Linked DNA regions of Zea mays: regions 2 and 3 are each linked to region 1. Evidence: chromatin contacts called from public Hi-C data. All regions are on one chromosome and are shown on one strand. Each heading gives the region's core, a stretch centred on a gene start, on an enhancer-like site or on the middle of the called end of the contact. The rest is flanking DNA. Distances are from core to core; before and after follow the strand shown.

Evidence for each region. A called contact is a pair of places that touch in the nucleus more often than the background predicts.
Region 2: a Hi-C map of bundle sheath shows a contact between it and region 1, with 9 times the contacts expected there. The contact joins the promoter of LOC100191191 here to the promoter of LOC100279792 in region 1. A contact is called at or near these places in 2 of 25 Hi-C or Micro-C datasets (bundle sheath and endosperm).
Region 3: a contact with region 1 is called in a Hi-C map of tassel, with 2.4 times the contacts expected there. The contact joins the promoter of LOC100276685 here to the promoter of LOC100279792 in region 1. A contact is called at or near these places in 2 of 25 Hi-C or Micro-C datasets (leaf and tassel).

What each region holds. Positions count from the first base shown.
Region 1 is chr8:19,516,315-19,519,714 of Zm-B73-REFERENCE-NAM-5.0, forward strand. LOC100279792 reads right to left here and starts at 1,830. Exons shown (of 12, transcript NM_001152750.1): 1 at 1,590-1,830.
Region 2 is chr8:19,215,815-19,219,214 of Zm-B73-REFERENCE-NAM-5.0, forward strand. It overlaps LOC100191191, which reads left to right and starts at 1,889. Exons shown (of 3, transcript NM_001136626.1): 1 at 1,889-2,566. The coding sequence starts at 2,195. LOC100283387 (syntaxin 32) reads left to right here. Exons shown (of 5, transcript NM_001156288.2): 5 at 882-1,293. The coding sequence ends at 1,041.
Region 3 is chr8:19,776,271-19,779,670 of Zm-B73-REFERENCE-NAM-5.0, forward strand. It overlaps LOC100276685, which reads right to left and starts at 1,630. Exons shown (of 3, transcript NM_001150412.2): 1 at 1,454-1,630; 2 at 230-1,160. The coding sequence starts at 1,122.

The DNA.
Region 1 (3,400 bases), core at 580-3,079:
TTGCACGCTTGGGCTGATGACGGTTATAGCTCGATCGCAAGAAACGGTGCCGTTTTTCCCCGTGAACGCTAGCTAATATCATTTTAGGGCTTGTTCGTTTCAACATTAATCCATGTGGATTAGATGGTATTGAGTCGGTTTAAATCCATAGCAAGTCAAAATCCATCCAATTCATTCCAATACACACCAATCCACATGGAATTGAAATAACCGAATAAGCCCTAATACTTGAGCAGCCATCGCATTGCGTGTTCAAAACTTCAATTCCAGACACTAAAAAGGCGTCAAAAGGTTTACTCAAGAGCCTAGAGACTTCCATATTTTTTGCAAGAGTAAAGTGCCGATATGAACTATTTTCGAATGAATCATCTAGGTTCATGTACTATTCGAGGATGGACCTAAATAACACACCCAAAATAGTTTATAGACGGTTGATCTACTTTACTCTTTTCGCAAAGCACCGGGGAAAAAAGCTAGCTAGGGTCTGAATCCAGGGTATAGGGTAAGCATATGCAGAGATATATAGGCTTCGGATTTGGGATTACAATCGGTTAAAAGAGGCGGAAACACGAGAGCTCCGTGGACCACTGCAAGGAGAGGAAACACGTACACACACACACACACACATGGCCTTTTTTGTGACTGTCACACGTAGTACGGTGCTTTGGACGGAAAGAGCAGATGAAAGCGGGCAAAGCATTTGGATGATGATTGTAGACTGTAGTAACGGAATAAAGCAGGTAAAGGAGAGACTGATATCCTTTGACGAATGGTATAGTCGTGTTGGAGCTGTTGTTTTCTCTCCCTCTTTCTTCCGGCCGGGCGGCAACAACCATGCAGATTAATTAAGCTAGCAAATTTCGTTTTAATCTGGTAGGGTGCGTTGCGTGAAGTCTGTAATGGTCTAGTCTACTCTACTAGCAGTACTTTTTTAAAGTAGGCATTGATCAGTTGCCCGTGTGCTTGTTGCGTCTTTTGCTAATACTAACTGCCTACTGGTACTGTTAATCAGGACTTAACGGAAAGATGGCCACACCACAGCTCTCCCAGCTCTTGCGTCAGAAACTGTGAACAGGAGAGTGGAGCCGACTGCATGCATGTCTTTTCCTTTATTTTATTTTTTCTCTTAATCGTGTGTGTGTGTGTGTGTGTTCTCGTCTTTCAGAGAAATAACGGTACTGATTGTTCAGTTCATCTTTCTAACGAGAGCTGCACTCACACAGCTGACGGATCCAATTCACCTGGTCCGCTGGTCGGTCGGTCGATCGTCGCCGCCGCATTATTTCCGGCAGCGAGAAGCAACAGGCAGGGCAGTCGCCCGCGCGCGCGCGGCAAGAAAGCAGGGCGCGCTAGCTATGATTCAAACAGACACACATGTATATATGATGGCTGCGCCGCCCCCGACCATGCGTGTACGGGAAGGAAGCGATCGAGGAGCGCAAGGAAATGATCAGCGCAGGGCGGCCGTGAGAGCTAGCGATCAGCGCAGCAGTAGCTAGTAGCAAGCATCGGATCGGAAGAACAATCTCAAGCAGCGGCCAAGGAATAACGAAGCGACGAGGAGCTAGGAGGATGACTCGCAGACTCACCTGATGATGTGCCGGCAATGGAGCAGCCCCCTGCCAGGTACTAGTAGTAGTCTAGTCTACCTGGAGGCGCGGGCGTCGGTACGGCGGCCACCCGTCTCTGTGCGTTCGTGTGTGCTCGTGCAGTGGCGCGGCCGGCCTTCACCAAGGAGGAGGAGGTGGGTGCGTCGGTAGAGATGGTGCTGCTAGAGCTGGAGCTGGGTGCGGCGCGGTAGAGATGGTGGTGGATGTGGGAGCGAATAAGGGAGGGCGTGGAAGAGGCGGTGGTGGTGTGTCTGGCTTTTGTTCCGCGCCGCAAGCGACCGTACGTGCCGCCAGGCCGGCTCGGCTTCGTGTACTGCTGCGTATCACACACACAGCCCAGATTCTCACAATGCCCTTGCCCCCGCTATGCCTATGCTGTGCGGCATCCTTTTGAGTGGAGCCGGTGAATTCCTGGCCCCTGCAGGCTGCAGCCATGCCAAGGGTGAAAGGCCTCGGTTCCAAACTTCCACTGGCCTTGATTCCCGTTACACTACATGTGGCTCCCGCCGCCCGCCAGTGAATACGCATACGCCCATCGAATAGTAGTCGCAACTCGCAAGGGATTTTTCTTTTATGGCTAGTTTGGGAATTCAATTTTCTTAAGAGATTCTTATTTTCCAAGAAAAAATAAACTAATATTTTTTTAGAAAATATTTTTTTGATAAAATGGTGTTCCCAAATTAACCTTACTAGTAGTATTTTGCTGTGGCTTCAGGACAGCCATGCATGCCTCGGGTTTGGGAGAGAGGAGAGAGGACAGAGGGTTCTGGAGCTCCGGCCGGTACTGGACAAGGTTACAATCCGTAGGCCTTGGAGTTTTGTTGTTCCAGAAAACACAAAAAAAACTCATGGTTGGATTTATTTATTTTTTTTAAAAAAAAAAGAGAGACTCGGGAGCGAACCGAGTTCAGCATTTTTGGTTGGCATGCCGTGCCGGGATGCCGGGCGGCAGGCAGGTGGTGGTGGTGCCCCACCCCACCGTCGTGGTCGGCCGTCACACCGGTCCGCTCCGCCGCACCGGTGCGGATCGAGACGGAAGGACGCGCGTCCCTCGTGGAGTGGTGGATGTGCGCGTGTGGTCGGATGCGCGCGGATGTGTCATGCGCGCCTGCAGATGCACACCACGTACGGGAATGGAAGGAAGGAAAAACGACCGTGTCTGTCAGTGAGGGCTTTAGGCGCTTTGGGCACGCACATGCATGTTGGCCGCCAACCTACGCCGAAGGGAAACGGGGGCAAAGCCAGCATGCGATGCACGAGCGGCAGCGTCAGGCGTAGAGATGGCAGTGGGTAAGGTACCCAGTGGGCACACGAAGCCATACCCATACCCACTAGGAAAAAATTGACCCATATCCATACCCACTACTCATCATGAGTACAAAATTACGCCATACCCATACCCACCATGGGTAGCGGGTACCCATCCGGTACCCATACCCATTAACATTACGATAAACATGATCATTTAAATCACAAAAATAAGTACCAGTATAACAAATGTATCGAACTCAACATAATTTTATCACAGGTTCAACAATATTCAACATTAAATGGCAATATCATGCCTTCAAATCACACAAAACATAACATTGATTCTACAAAACTATGGACAAAACTTAGCATTCATTTTATATGAGACATATAAATCCGGACTCACGTGTCATATATTAGCGGGTTCCCCATCGGGTAGCGGGTATGGGGCAACAGAGAACATACCCACACCCATCGTACCCGATGGGCATAACAAATGACCCAATAAAATACCCATGGATATCAAAATCCGCCATATC
Region 2 (3,400 bases), core at 639-3,138, 300 kb before region 1:
TCATAAGCAGGCAGTGACACCGGCACTTTAACAGTACTTACTGCATTAGGGTTAGGTAGGGTTTGGAATTTTTATTTTTCTTAATAAGTACAGTAATTAGATTACGAGCATAAGGTTTAAGTCAACCAGTATCCTATCTATTGTTCTTGTACTTCTATCTATGTAGTTACTAGTTAGTACTCCCTCCGTCCCAAAATAGTATTTGTTTTAGGGTGTTAATGGATTCATACAATATTTGATGTATGTGTATTATATATGTGTCTAGATTCATTGTCATCTATTTGAATATGGACACAAAAGTAAAGAGCTAAAATGAACAATATATTGGGACAGAGGGAGTAGATTATTAGGAAGGAGACTGTTGTTAAGAGTCAATACAATCCTTGGGCACATAAACAGTACCGCGTCACTGTGGCACTAGCACAGCGAAGGAGCCTACATGTGCCAAATTATGATCCATGAAAAAAATGAACCAACTTATGTACCTGGCTGATTAGGATATAATGGCATCCGTGATAATATAAGGACCTTTTTGGATATACGGGGGCTAACAGTTGGCGACTTGGCGCATATTTTTGAATACCAATTAGAAAGGCTAAACGTGGACTAATAAGAACTAATGGTAGCTAATTTAGTGGTTAGAGTCTGTCAGCCCTTATTAGCCCCGAATTAGCTCATGTTGAATTTATTTTCGTAAAGTGGGCTAATTTTTAGCTCTGTTTGGGATCCAATCAAGCCCTAAGTTCGGAATTGGTGGGAGCATATATCTTCCTGGATCTTATCCCCAAACAGCTCCATTATCAGTCCACACTGTCCCTATTGTATTGCAGCGATGTGCCCTACTGGCTATCTTTTATTAACTGACGTGTTACCTATGACAGAATCGACGAGAACATGGAGGAAACCGTGGCTAACGTGGAGGGAGCGCAGGGCCAGCTCCTGAAGTACCTCAACAGCATTTCGTCCAACAGGTGGCTGATGATGAAGATATTCTTTGTGCTGATGGTGTTCCTCATGATCTTCATATTCTTCGTCGCTTGACCTTCTGTAATCATTCTGCCCGAGACGCTCTGGCTGCTAAACGCATAGCATTCTTTTATTTTTAACTCATACTACACCGTGTACACAATTTTCACCCCTGGATGATGAGCAGAGTCGTTCACCCTTTTGTGGTCATGTAAATCGGGAGGAGTTCCAGTACTTAAGTTTACTCTTGATTGGTAATATCTCCACTGTATTTGATGTATCAGTATGCTGAACAGTAATAGTAATAGGCAGGTGGTAGCAGTGTTACAATACCGCTTCTTGTCATTGTCAGATCGCTCGCTAGCGCTATACGGGAGTGTGCCCAGCTACTTCCGGCACATGCTACTCTGACTGTTCCTGGTGGCTGGTATCTGCTGTCTCTCTTTTCATACGCTAACTTCAGGTAGGCTATCTGTCATGTGTCTACTAGCTAATTTTGAGGTAGGAGGATCTCCCAGATATCTGTCCTGTCTACGACAAACATAGATGGATCCTGGCATCATGGACGATGCCTCCTTTTGCGCTGAGCCCTATTTTTGTTTCATTTGTAATTTTTATTGCGCTTTTAGCACGGTTAAAACGACTTGATGCGAACCTGATGATATCATGGCTGGTGGTGATACTATACAACTACCCTGCTCTGCAATTTCACATTTCTACAGGTTCCATGCGTATGCCGCAGGCGAGTCCTCTTTCTGAGACTGGCAGCTGGCGTCCCACATCAGGCGCGTGAGGACGAGGCAGCGCGTGGCGTGTGCAGTCTGGCAATGTGTAAAATGCTGGTGGGGGTGGATAAGACTCGTTTGTAGCTAGCGATAAGTAAGGTAGCACGGGAGCAAAGCAGACCAGTAGACCACCGTGCCTGTGCCTCTCTCTCGTAGTCGTATCTGCGTTGCGCCGCTGCTTAAACAAACGCCGGACAGGGGAGGGCCGCGGCACGCGTCTCCAGTCTCCACCCTCCACGGCTCCACCCATCTCAAAACCCTAGCAACCGCGCCTCCATCGGTCCATCCCTACCCCAAATCCCAATCCAAGTTCGGTCCCCAGGCGGCGAGGACCCTCCCGCGCCGACTCGTCCCCGCAGATCGGCGGGCGGGGCAGATTCAGATTCGGGTCCGTGGTTCGCTCGGCTAGCCTCGCCGGGGTCCCACCGCGGCGGTCGGGGAGCATGGTGGGAGGGGGGAGGCGGGGAGGAGCGGCGGCGGAGGAGGTGAAGCTCAACACCGGCAACGTGTTCGCGGCGCTCGAGTCCCTCAAGAAGAAGAAGAAGGGCGACAAGGGCAGGGCGGCCGGGCCGTCCTCCAGGAAGAAGCACGGCGCGGGGGCCGCGCAGCAGCAGCAGGAGCCGCCGCAGAAGGATGTCTTCTGGGCTCCCGCGCCGCTCACCACCAAGTCCTGGGCAGACGTCGAGGACGACGACGACGACGACTACTTCGCCACCACCGCGCCGCCGCGCCCCGTATGGGCCGCCGCCGCCGCCGCCGAGCCCGCCAAGGAGGAGGAGGACGTCGAGGATGCTGTCCGCGCCGCCCTTCAGGAGGTCTGTTTCCCCCACCTTCTCTGTATGCCTTGTGATTTGGTTGTGGAATGCACCAGTGAAATATTCTTATACCTCCAGACTGTTCGTTGCTGTTTAACCTATACGTACTGGTTAGTTGACAGTTGGCGTGGAACCCTGGGAGTAAGGGCATGCAACGCTAGGTAGGTTTACGTGTGCATTATGCCGTTCCATTGGCATCGGTAACAGATGCACTTATTTCCTGTGGCCAATATGGCAATCAAAGGATGCCTGACAAGATGATCCCTAATGCTATCCTAATTGAGGTATGGGGATACCTCGGGGATATAGCTATAGTATGGTTAACCAAGTTGGTCAACCAATCTTCCGACCGAACAAGATGCCTGGCGAGTGAAGTATAGTGGTACCGATTTACAAGAATAAGGGAGACATTTAAAGTTGTACTAATTACCGAAAAATTAAGTTGATAAGCGAAGCTATGAGAGAGAGTTATCGAGCATTGGTTGAGAGGAATAACAAGGATCTCCTTGAACCAGTTTGGTTTCACGCCTCGAAACCATTTTCTTAATAAGCAAGTGATGGAGCAATATAGGGAGCAAAAGGACCTACACATGATTTTCGTTGATTTGGAGAAGTCTTATGACGAAATACAAGGAATATTATGTGATGTACTTTACTACTTTGGACAAACATAAAGTTCCAAAGAAGTACGTTGGACTCATTAAGGACTTGTACAACAATGATACGACTTCCTGATTAGAATAGGACTGCATCAATGATCATCTTTGAGTTCTTAGTTCTTACCTTTTTGCCTTGGTGATGGCAAGGTGCATACAGAGGGATATCCCTTGATGT
Region 3 (3,400 bases), core at 380-2,879, 260 kb after region 1:
TTGATGGTATTTGGTAATGATGCAGCATGTTGTCTAGCTCGATTTTAACATTTTTTTTCATTCTCCGAAAAAAAACTAGCATTGCTGTCAGCTGAACACTGCATGAATCAGTTTGGTGCGCAGTTCTACTTCACTCGGATCAACGTCTCATTCTGATAAAGCCAGTATCTCTTCTCTGAAACCCTTCCCCCCGTCAGGTCAGGTCAGATTAGATTAGATAATGGCATACCGGTAGATGTAAATGTCGTTGCCGTCGAGCTTCTTGTTGCAGGCGAAGCAGGAGCTGAGGAAACCATCGGCCTCCGCGGCGCACTTGACCACGAAGTAGCGCCCGGCGGCGGCTCCATCCTCCGATTCCACGGCGGCGGCCTCGTCGTCGCTGGCCCCGGCCGTGTGGGGCTCCAGGATGCAGTCGCCGAAGATGTGCGTCGTCTTGGGGTTGGGGCCACGCGCGATGACGCGGGTGTAGTCCTCCGACTGCTCGATCTCGCTCGCGGAGACCGAGCCCACGAAGCGCCGGGACGCTGGCACTGGCAGCGAGCCCGGGCCCGGGAGCTTACCGAAGTCGAACGAGTTGCGCTTGGCGTTGCCGTTGCTGACGAGGTACGCGCCGGTGTCCGACCTAGTGGCCTCCTCAGGACCAGACTTCAGATCCCCGCGGCGGAACTGGAACCTGCTGCACGGCACCGACATGGCGGTGGCGGCGGCGGCGGCCGCGGTGTCCGGCGCGGGGCAGGACATCGTCTTGCCGAGCTCCGGCTGCGAGTGTCCTCCTCCGCCGCCGCCGCATTCCTTGGGCGGGGAGCTGTGCTGCCTGACGAGCCGCAGGCGCGGGCTGAGCAGGCAGTTGGCGGCAGCGGTGTCGGCGGCGAGGGCGTCGACTAGTCCCGGCGCGCCCCAGGCCCTCCTCGGCGACCGGAGCAGCAGCGCCTTGGGGTCTAGCGGCGACGTCGGGCTCCTCGACGACTCCGCGTCCGGCGCGCGCTTGGCGGCGAATCCGACGAAGAGGCGCGGCACGGCGAAGAGCGCGGCTCCGGAGCCGTCGGCGCGGGGCCGGGCGTCCCCGCCCCCGGCGGAGCCGGACGAGTCCGCGGCCCGGTCGGGCACAGTCCTCCGCAGCATCGCCGGCCTGCCCGCACGCCTTGCACGGGCGCAATGTCCTGAAGCCGGGGGGTCGGGGGGTCAAGGAAAAAAGGTCAGATCCATCGCCATCCCGCGAACCCACACGACGTCCTCGCTTCTCGACGCCCGCCCGTTCTAGCAAGGCGTCGCGTGTGGAGCAAGAGGAAAGGAGGACGGCGCATGCGTCGAACGAACAGCGGGTTCGTGCAGCACGTCGGCAAAAGAAAAAAAAGGCAACAAAAGGGGAGAACGAAGCGAACAGGGCAGAACAACGCGACGAGCCCGACGAGCACCCCCGGCGGCCCGGCACACCACCTCACCCACCCCGTACCTTTTTTCTTCTTCTTCTCGCTTTCGCCTTTGGCTGGCTGGCTACCCCCTCTTCCTCCTCGTCTGTGTGTCTGACTCCCTCTCACGCACCGCGCAATGGCATTGTGCGAGAGAGGAGAGGAGACGGGAGGAAGCGGAGGGAAGAGAGCCCGTGCTGAGGTGAAGAGGGAGGAGGGAGGAGAGCGAGGGAACACAGTTGCAGTGAAATCACACTGGCCTATAGATGGCCAAAAAGCACGAGGCACGTGAGCCCGGCACGAAGCCCGTTTTTTGGGCCCGGTCCGAGCCTGGCACGGTAGAATAAGCGGGCGGACTTGGACAGGAAACTAGGCACGGCGGGCTAGCCCGGCACGGCCCGTTTACCTCTAAGCCCGTTATTTTTACACTAAAACGTGCTTACCGGTCCGTTTAGCCCGCTTTTCGGCCCGTTTTTTCGTGCTAAACGGGCCGGCCCGGCCCGTTTAGGCCCGCTGCGGGCCAAGCTTGGACATAAAATTAAGCCCGCTGGCTCAGCAGGCCCGGCCCGATTTTTGATCGGGCTTAACCGGGCCCGGCCCGGGCCGGACCGGGTGGCCCTTTTGGCCATCTCTACACTGACCTGCTCTACTTGTACGAATTGATACCCCTCGCCTCTGTCCCTTTGCATGCATAGAAATCAGAGACGCAGTCGCAGTGCAGAGAGAGAGAGAGCGGGCTATATGATAGAAAATCTCTCTCCACTCTATATTTATCTATATTTAGAGGTTTGTCAGGTCCTTTTATTGGTCCAGTAAAAGGCACTGTAAATGCTCCTCTAAATTGTAGGGGCCAAATTCACCCGTGTAGAGGACGTACGACAGTTCGCTATGCATTTGTGACTGGCTGTATGTACGCTCTGCGCTATTCGTGCCGATCTATTTCACCCGATTCTCGTGCCGATCTATTTCACCCGATTCTCCATAGGGTATGTTTGAATGTTTTGTAGTATGTACCGTATTTTAGTGTAGGGGCATACGAACCATCATTTTCCGTATGTCCGATAGAAAAAAAATTGTAGAATACAAAGTCTGGTTAATAGGTTGTGTAAAAAAATAAAAAAGCGTAATTTAGGCTACATAATCAAGGATGCAATATGTAGCATATTTTATTTTCGAGGCCTACAAACAATCTGTTTCTTTATGTCCGGTACGAAAATAACTGTAGAATACGAAATCTAGTATCACTGTCCACATATAGGACGGAATTTAGAGTGTACTGCTAGAGAAGGAAAATGTATAAAGAATGTAATCTTTTAGAGTGCGTTGTAAATGACAAAAAATATTTTTTTATGAGATGAAATTTAATATTTTAAATAGATTTGTATGAAATTTAATGGTAATCTTTTTTTACGTTATCAATCGGATTATTACAAATAAGATTAAAATTTTGCATACATCATTGTATACATTATTTTGTGGCATGTAATAAAAAAAAGTGGAAAAATCATTTGTATCCGTATCTGAATCAAATTCGAATTTTAAATCTATCATTCGAGAAAACCCATAAGAAATGCAATGTTTATCTTTTATGAATCTTCACAAGCTTAATGCTAAAAAAATACGATTTACATAGTAGATTCTATATCATATTATTTCACAATCAAAGAAAAAAAGACCAAACATTGGTATTCCATTAAGTGTTAGTTTTCATCCCTACGCGCCAAATCGTTTTTCTAAAGATAAAATTAGCCATTACTGTAGTTAATTAGTTTACTTTGGTTACCAACGATCTTAGCAGTAAAATTTTATTCACTTCAAATCGAATTGAGCAAATAGTTGGACAGAATTTCGAATCTGAGACCTCTGTTTTATATTCGTATCTGGAACTATCTATATCTCTATTTGTATGTAGATTAAAATACAATAAAAAAACTGATATCACCCACGCACCCACCACCCCTGGAATGCCATTCATTGGTGTCAGGGAAAGG